Regions from separate parts of the Zea mays genome. Here region 2 is linked to region 1. A link is a contact called in public Hi-C data. All regions are on one chromosome and are shown on one strand. The core of a region is the stretch at or near the end of the contact, and the rest is flanking DNA. Distances in the headings are between cores, read along the strand shown. Region 1 holds the start of LOC100193537 (nramp aluminum transporter1). Region 2 has its middle 85 kb from the start of LOC118472006.

Region 1 (3,568 bases), core at 978-3,477:
CCAATGATTTTATTATATGGAAACTCCTTGTTGATGATGTCAAACACAACTTCCTTTGTTCTGGTGTTTTTGATGTAGCCGAAGGTAACAAGCATGGTCAACTTCCTGTTAGGAGCCTACATTGCCGAAGGTCCTCTTATCAACTGTATTGCATAGTTGTGCTTTAAGAGTACAATAAAGGTCATGTCGAAGATCACATGTTCACGAAGAAACAATTATCTGTCTAGCATATAGCTTCGACGTGAATAAGTGTGTTTCAGGAATGTTTTCACTTGCATACGAAGCTAACCTTTGGCTCAAGCAGTAAACAAGTACGCTTCATCTATATGCAAGTAGCAGAGACGACTGTCGAAGGCAATGACTTCGGGCACGAGCCAAAAAGAAGGTTACTGAACAACGAAGGCTGAGACCCGCAAAGCCGAAGGCGGAGAAAATACGATATTGTCCTTATATCACTTGTAAACAGTATATGTAAAACCTTGTTGGACATAATTGTAAATCTGTATAAAGACGAAGTGTTAATTATAGGATGAAGGTCTTCATTTTTAACTGGTGTTGACTTGATTGATAATTGTTACTTCTATGTACCAATATATTTTGATGCTCCTATGTGTTTGAAGGAGCAATTTATATGTTAAACGCATCGCGCAAGACGCTAACAACTTACTAGTAGCAGAATAGAATCGAGGATATACAAAATTCTGTTTTTAGCATCTCGTTTCATGAAATTTATCAATCTGGTAACTTTTTTGTGGATTTGAATTCCACATAACGAGAGCCTTTGCATAGAATTTCATAAAATTAAGGAGATGTTTGAATGCAATAAAGCTAATAATTAGTGATTAAAATTAGGTAGAGACATCTAAACACTTTAGCTAATATTTTAGCTATTAACTATTTTTAGTAAATTAGCTACTAGTTAGCTAACTATTTGTTAGCTTGCTAATTCTACTAACAACTTTTTAGCTAACTAACTATTATCTCTAGTGTATAGAAACACCTTCTTTATATATTACAGCGTCGGTGGATGAATCACGAGCTGGTGGCCGTGGCGGTGCCGTGTGCCACGTGCCCGGGTATGCTGGCAGAGAAACACGGTGGACTCGGTCACCGAGGTGGGCAGTCAGCATTGGACTCATCTGTCATCTCCGGGCAAAACGTGCTCCATCAACCATCGCAGGCTCGCAGCCTAGGAAAAATTAACTTTTTTGCTATATAAATAAAACTTCGTTAGTGAGTGAGTTGTATGATTAACTATACGTTTGGTTGAGGAGGCAGTTCCATTTCGGTTTCTAGGAATTAAGACATTTTATTCTGTGTTTGACGAGCAGAACAAAACCGCTTCATTTTTGTTTGGTTGAAAAGTAGAATAGAGTGAAGCCGTTTCGTTCGTTGTTTGATTGGAGAGCCATATAAATGTAGAGTGGAGGAGAGGGAGAAGAGCGCTCGCGTCCGTGAGAGAGCTCGCATCCGATTGTTTTGGTGGAGCGAGAGCATCCCAAATATTTGCCATATATAGATTTCAGGAGCCGCTCCGCTCTCCTCCATTGGAAACCAAACATCAAAAAAATAAGAATGGAGCCGTTCCATTTCTCTCCGCTCCTCAACCAAACACATCAGCAGTGTTCGGTTAATTCCGTTATCCATGAATTGGATGAGATTAAAAAAATTAAGAAGAAATTTAACTTTTTTGGATTTAAATTCACCCAATCCCACATAATTCGCATGGATTGAGAACTAACCGAACAGACCTAACGGGACGTTTGGATCCCTTCATTTAGAGGAATTGGAATTCACTCAATAAAGTAACTTATTTAGTTTGGAATTTGACATTCCACCACTTTCTAAAGTTAATATATAAGCCTATCTCAAATTAATGGGATGGAGGGTGAGAAATGATTTTATGCATGACTAGAATTGGTTTCTAATCTATAACTTACATGACACTCTTCGTCTCACTCCCTTATAGTAAAAATATAGCACATAAATATTTTCGACATCTTGCTAATAATATTATATAAATATATTTTGTATAAAATCGAATTAGCTTAATTGATATATGACTAAATTACTGTTATTAGAATGTAATTCAATTTCAATAATCCAAACGGGAAGTAAGTGAATTTTGTAAAAATGACAAAAAGGAAGAGTCCCGCAGCGCACAACGGCCGCACAAGCAAAGGCGGGGGAGAGAGCTCCGTGCAGTCACCGTCGTGTTCGGAACGAGCGAGAGAGCGGGAGACGAGTCGCGGCGCCTCTGCTGTGCTGTCTTCTTCTCCCCCTCTGCTCTGCTTCGGCTCCTCACGCGGCCTCGCCGAGACCCGCAGGTACGCCTTCGGCCTTCCCATTGGGACTCCTCCGTGACTCCGTCTCCCTGGGGTCACGGGTCCGCGCCGCCTCAGATCCGGGCAACCCGTTGCGACACCGCCTTGGTGCGGCTGCGGTGGTGGGCAGTTCCGTGGTACTGCGGCAGGCACGCCAAAGACAGTTTCTCTTTTCTTTCTTCCCTGCTGCCCATGGCGGCGGCCGGGCGGAGAAAGATTGAACTCTTGACTCTTCTCACTGCCATAGCAGATGTATGCACGCACGCAAACGTTCCTTTCGGTTGCGTCAGTAGCCTGTAAGCTTGGCTGCTCGGCTCTGTGATCTTCGTTCCTCCTCTTTCGGGCAACCAGGTTCAATCTAATTTCGATTTGGTAGCTAACTTTTTCAGCAAGTGGTTGTTAGGTGTTGTTGCATTTGTGGTGTCCGAGATTGATTGGTAACCACACGCCACTTGCGAGCGACCCTTTTTGACTGTTTTAGTTTCTCCCTTCGCATGCGCCTGTGTCCGTAGGATTCTGTTGCGTCGATTAGCTTAGGTATGGGGAAAAGGTCGAGCCTTGCATTTCAATACTACGTGCTGTCATTTCTATATTCCTGATGCTCCGCTGCTGATCACACGCTCAACTGCCTTTAGCTCTAGACCGCTCAATCTGCTCTGGGGAATATTTCATCATGTGTAAAGTAGGTGCCCGGCGTCGTCCCATTTGCTGGATCAAGTTAGGTTCAAAAAAATTGAAATTACTACTTTTCCGGTTTCCAAACACATACAGTGATCTCCACTTTGTCTTCGATGCACTGTGCTCTGGTCGCTCGTTTATCTTATCTTCGCCTGCCTGTGGCCTGTGGTGGTACTGATTCGTGCTATCCTACTGGAGAATTTGTCAAACCCCCGCTAGGCATATTTTTCAAACTCACGGCACAAAGCTAGCGTCACTTGGAAGAGTACCTATATAAATAACACCCCCTTGCTGCCTTGTGCTTGCAGAACAGGGGGTTCAGACTTCTTGGTGAGAGCGATATGAGTGTCCCAGGTCAATGCTCATCCCAGCCACAATTTATCACCAGCGTTGGGAGGAGTAACCGCTCCAATGGCCCCGGCACTCCTCTTATCGAAAGCATAGATGTTGATCAAATTGTTATTCCAGAGGTATGCTATACTTTTGATAGCCCGTGCTTGATTTTGGAAAAGAACAAGATGTCTCCGTGACAGCTAACATATAAGCTTAATTGTTAGTCTCGCTCT
Region 2 (3,582 bases), core at 673-3,172, 510 kb after region 1:
TGAAGGGCGTGAATATAAATTTACACAGGCTGCGCCCTGTGCCTATAAATAGATGAAAAGTACCCCGTACTGTTCACGCTGACTTATACTCGCTTGTGCGTCACGCTTGTACTTTTGCCTTCTATCAAACCGAAGGTACAAATGTAATCATGTGTTATTCTTATTCATTCATGATTATATAATAAAAGATATATTACAATGTCGTATGATTATCCATGTTGTTTCTCATATTTCATATGCTTCGTTTTTCATTGATATATGCTGTGATTATGAAGGTAAGTCCTTCATAACCTTCGTCCGAAGATCATTATATCCTTAGGAAAATAATGCTTCGAATGACGAAAGTCATTAACCATTAATCTATTTTTATGTTGACTTGTTCTTAATTCATAGCAATTGAGAACAAGTCCCCAACAGTCCACTACTTGTCTCATTTAGCAAAACCATAATGGAGCTTCGAGAGGCAAGGTCAAAAGTTTGAATTCTCAAGAACGCACACACACATTCTAACATGTGACTAGCGATCATGCAGTAGCTTCTTGGGCATGAAAAAAAAAATCCTACAACTTGTCATAGTTTTCCTTTTTCTATTATTTAAAAAATGGAGAGATGCTTGCTTTTGTCGATTGTCCATGTAAATGTCTTTTTTTCTAGAATATTTAACATAGGAGCGCGCGGGTTCAAAAAACCACCCTTGAAAATGCATCAGAAAAATCACTCTTAGGGCCCGTTTGTTTCCTTTCATTTCGAGGAATTAAAATCTTACTAATAGAATAGACTATTTTTTTAGAATATGACATTCCACCACTTTCCAAAGTTATCATATAAGCCTATCTCAAATTCATGGGGTGAGAGATGTAAATTGATTCTATAGATTTACATGCTAATTTTCCGATGTACAACTTATAGCACACTCTTTTACTTGCGCCTCTCTAACATAAATGTACTATATAACTATCTCTCTCATAGGATAATATACAAATATATTACATATATAAATATATAAACTTAATTAGTTTTATCTAAATTATAATTATTAAAATAGAATTCAATTCCAACGAAACAAACGGGCCCTTATAGTATTTTTCCCTTATAAAGAAGAGATACACCTAAAGACTTAAAAGGAGTTCTCGTAGAAGGAAGGAGGATGGCATGGGGGCTCTTGCTCAAGAAAATAAATAGTGAAAACCACAATACTATAGGTGGAAACATGCATGAAACTAGTTTAAAAATAAATTTCGTAACTTGGAAATTTTCAAAACTTGACATATGTAGGAGGCCTAGGAGCTCATTTCCTATATATCAAGAAGTTACGATGCAAAGTCATTTTTGAGAAACTCGTATGTAAATAATAAAATTCAAGTGCATGTACACTAGAAGACAAAAATCCAGCCTTTTGTCTTGTAGTGCACATGCAATTCAATTTTGTGATTTTTGTATGAATGTTTTTTTTTTTAAAAAATGAGTTTATATTCTAACTTTTGCAAGTGACTGCTAGGTATATATAGCTAGATTTACTACGTAACTGTCATTTTAAAAAAATAGATTACAAGAGTATTCTTCAAATCTAGTGTTCATGTTTTCCGGCTAGTAGGTGTTTTCCACCGCATATTTTGTCATCTATATCTTGCTCATTGGGTCACGCGTACAATTGACGTTATATAATGCAGTAATGCACTGGTTTAGTCATAGGTAATGAACTGACGCACTATCACTGACACTGAGGAGCCGCAGAGATTCGGCAGTTGCGCTAGATTGGCTGGACGCAGCAGAGATGACGGTGAGTTAGGCTGGTGATGACACAACACAAGGCTCCATTGGCAGTTTGGAACGCATGGCACTGGCAGAGTATGGCACGGACCCGTGGACACTTGGGCAGAGGCCGAAGCAGACGAGACGACACACCTCGTTACGGCGGGCCCACAGTGTCAGCGTGGCTCGAGATACCATCACGTGGGCAAATCCATCATCAACCAAGGGATAGTACAGACGGGGCGCCCTTTCCTAGCGTATTTCCAGTACGATTCCTTCCTCTTTTAGGCGACGCACAGGTTCTGGCCTCGTCTAGATCGAGCATCGATGCGCTCGGGGGATGGCGAGCAATCGGCCCCTCGTCGGGAGCGTGCGTGCCGTGCATCTATTCCCGTACGTGGAAGAGAGGAATAAAGGGCCAGCGGTGAAAAAGGGGAGGCCGGAGTGCCGGACCGGGAGAGCCGTCAATGCATGCAGTTCGCCGCTCACTTTGAAAAGCGGCAGCAGACTGCTTGGTTCCTTTTACCTCTTCTTCCTTTCCGCCACAGAGTACGGCCGGCCGGCGCCATTTGCGTACTTTGACCGAAATACAGGTACGTAGAGAGCTAGAGCACACACTGCTGCTGCTCACCTCTTCCTGTCCTAGTAGCAGCTAGTAACCCTGTGGCACGTATTAACAATCCCAAGCAACCCTGTGGCACGTATTGTAATCACCGATGATGATTTTGCAGTTTAGTTTCCATCAAGCTAATAAACAGGTAGTCTTTGAGAAGCTGCAGGACAAGACAGTTGGCCACTTGGTATTGACAACATGACAAGACAGTTGGGTCTGGCACTGCTAGCTCCATCAGCAAGGAGAACTAAAAAGCTAAGGGGGTGTTTGGTTTAAGGAATCACTATATCCAAATTGAGGTGGTGCATTATAGGTTGATTCCTCAAATTTGGTGGGATGACCACATTCCTCATATTAGTACTAACTAACTAACTATGAGGAATGAGGTGGTGATGGATTAACTCATTCCATTCCACAAACCAAACAAAAATAGTGAGGAGTGAGAAGATGATGGACTAGCTCATTCCTCAAACCAAACACCCTATAAGGGCTTGTTCGGTTATTCCCAATACACATGGATTGGATGGGATTGGAAAAAATTGTGAAGACGTTTGACTTGTCTGGGATTCAAACTCATCCAATCCCACTCAATCCACATGGATTGAGAGCTAACCGAACAAGCCCTAATTGTTCCTCATCCTCCAATATGATGAGGTGGAACCGTTTTCGTTTGGAGAGGATATGCAAACCAAAAAAAGAAAATTGTTGTGGGCGGGCGGACAAATGGAGCGGCCTGCGAAACGAGAGTCAATGCTGTTAGGTGGGCGCACGCACACGTATGGGCATACGTGTGTGACGCAGCAATAGTAGACGCAAGTGTAACTCTGAAGCTTCATCCATCCACGGTTTCGTTACCAGTTGTGTGGTTGTTGTGGATCTCATCTCACGCCCCGGGTCGGGTTCATTCGGACGCATCATGGTCCTTTCTCTTCGCCAGTTTCCATTAATTTGGAGAAGGCGTAAACTAGCTAGGCCCCGTCGTCAAACGACGATGCCATGGATCATTCGTCTTCACAGCTAGAATTTGGAGTATGGCACTCGTACGTGCTTGTCGACGATGCTTCCACCCCCAAGAAAGAACAATAGTCGTACAATACAACCTGCACACATCTCTGTCACCACCGCACCGCCTGTAGATCGAGGATAATACAATAATACTAATTAATAACCAACAAGAAAAAATCAGTCATATCAACACTTGAACAGCAGCAGGTTTT

What was found. A called contact is a pair of places that touch in the nucleus more often than the background predicts.
Region 2: a Hi-C map of bundle sheath shows a contact between it and region 1, with 4 times the contacts expected there. The contact joins the enhancer-like site here to the promoter of LOC100193537 in region 1. A contact is called at or near these places in 11 of 25 Hi-C or Micro-C datasets (bundle sheath, ear, endosperm and 3 more) and 1 of 3 datasets of contacts at active chromatin or transcription factors (leaf).

What each region holds. Positions count from the first base shown.
Region 1 is chr5:44,647,357-44,650,924 of Zm-B73-REFERENCE-NAM-5.0, forward strand. LOC100193537 (nramp aluminum transporter1) reads left to right here and starts at 2,228. Exons shown (of 14, transcript NM_001138648.1): 1 at 2,228-2,327; 2 at 3,311-3,472. The coding sequence starts at 3,344.
Region 2 is chr5:45,156,644-45,160,225 of Zm-B73-REFERENCE-NAM-5.0, forward strand. No RefSeq gene overlaps it. Among protein-coding and RNA genes, the nearest start is that of LOC118472006, 85 kb to the left of the region's middle. Within about 2 kb of position 1,923, at least 17 of the 20 cell types and tissues checked have an H3K27ac peak or open chromatin away from gene starts, as enhancers often do. A contact at or near this core is called in bundle sheath, ear, endosperm and 2 more, where this site is marked.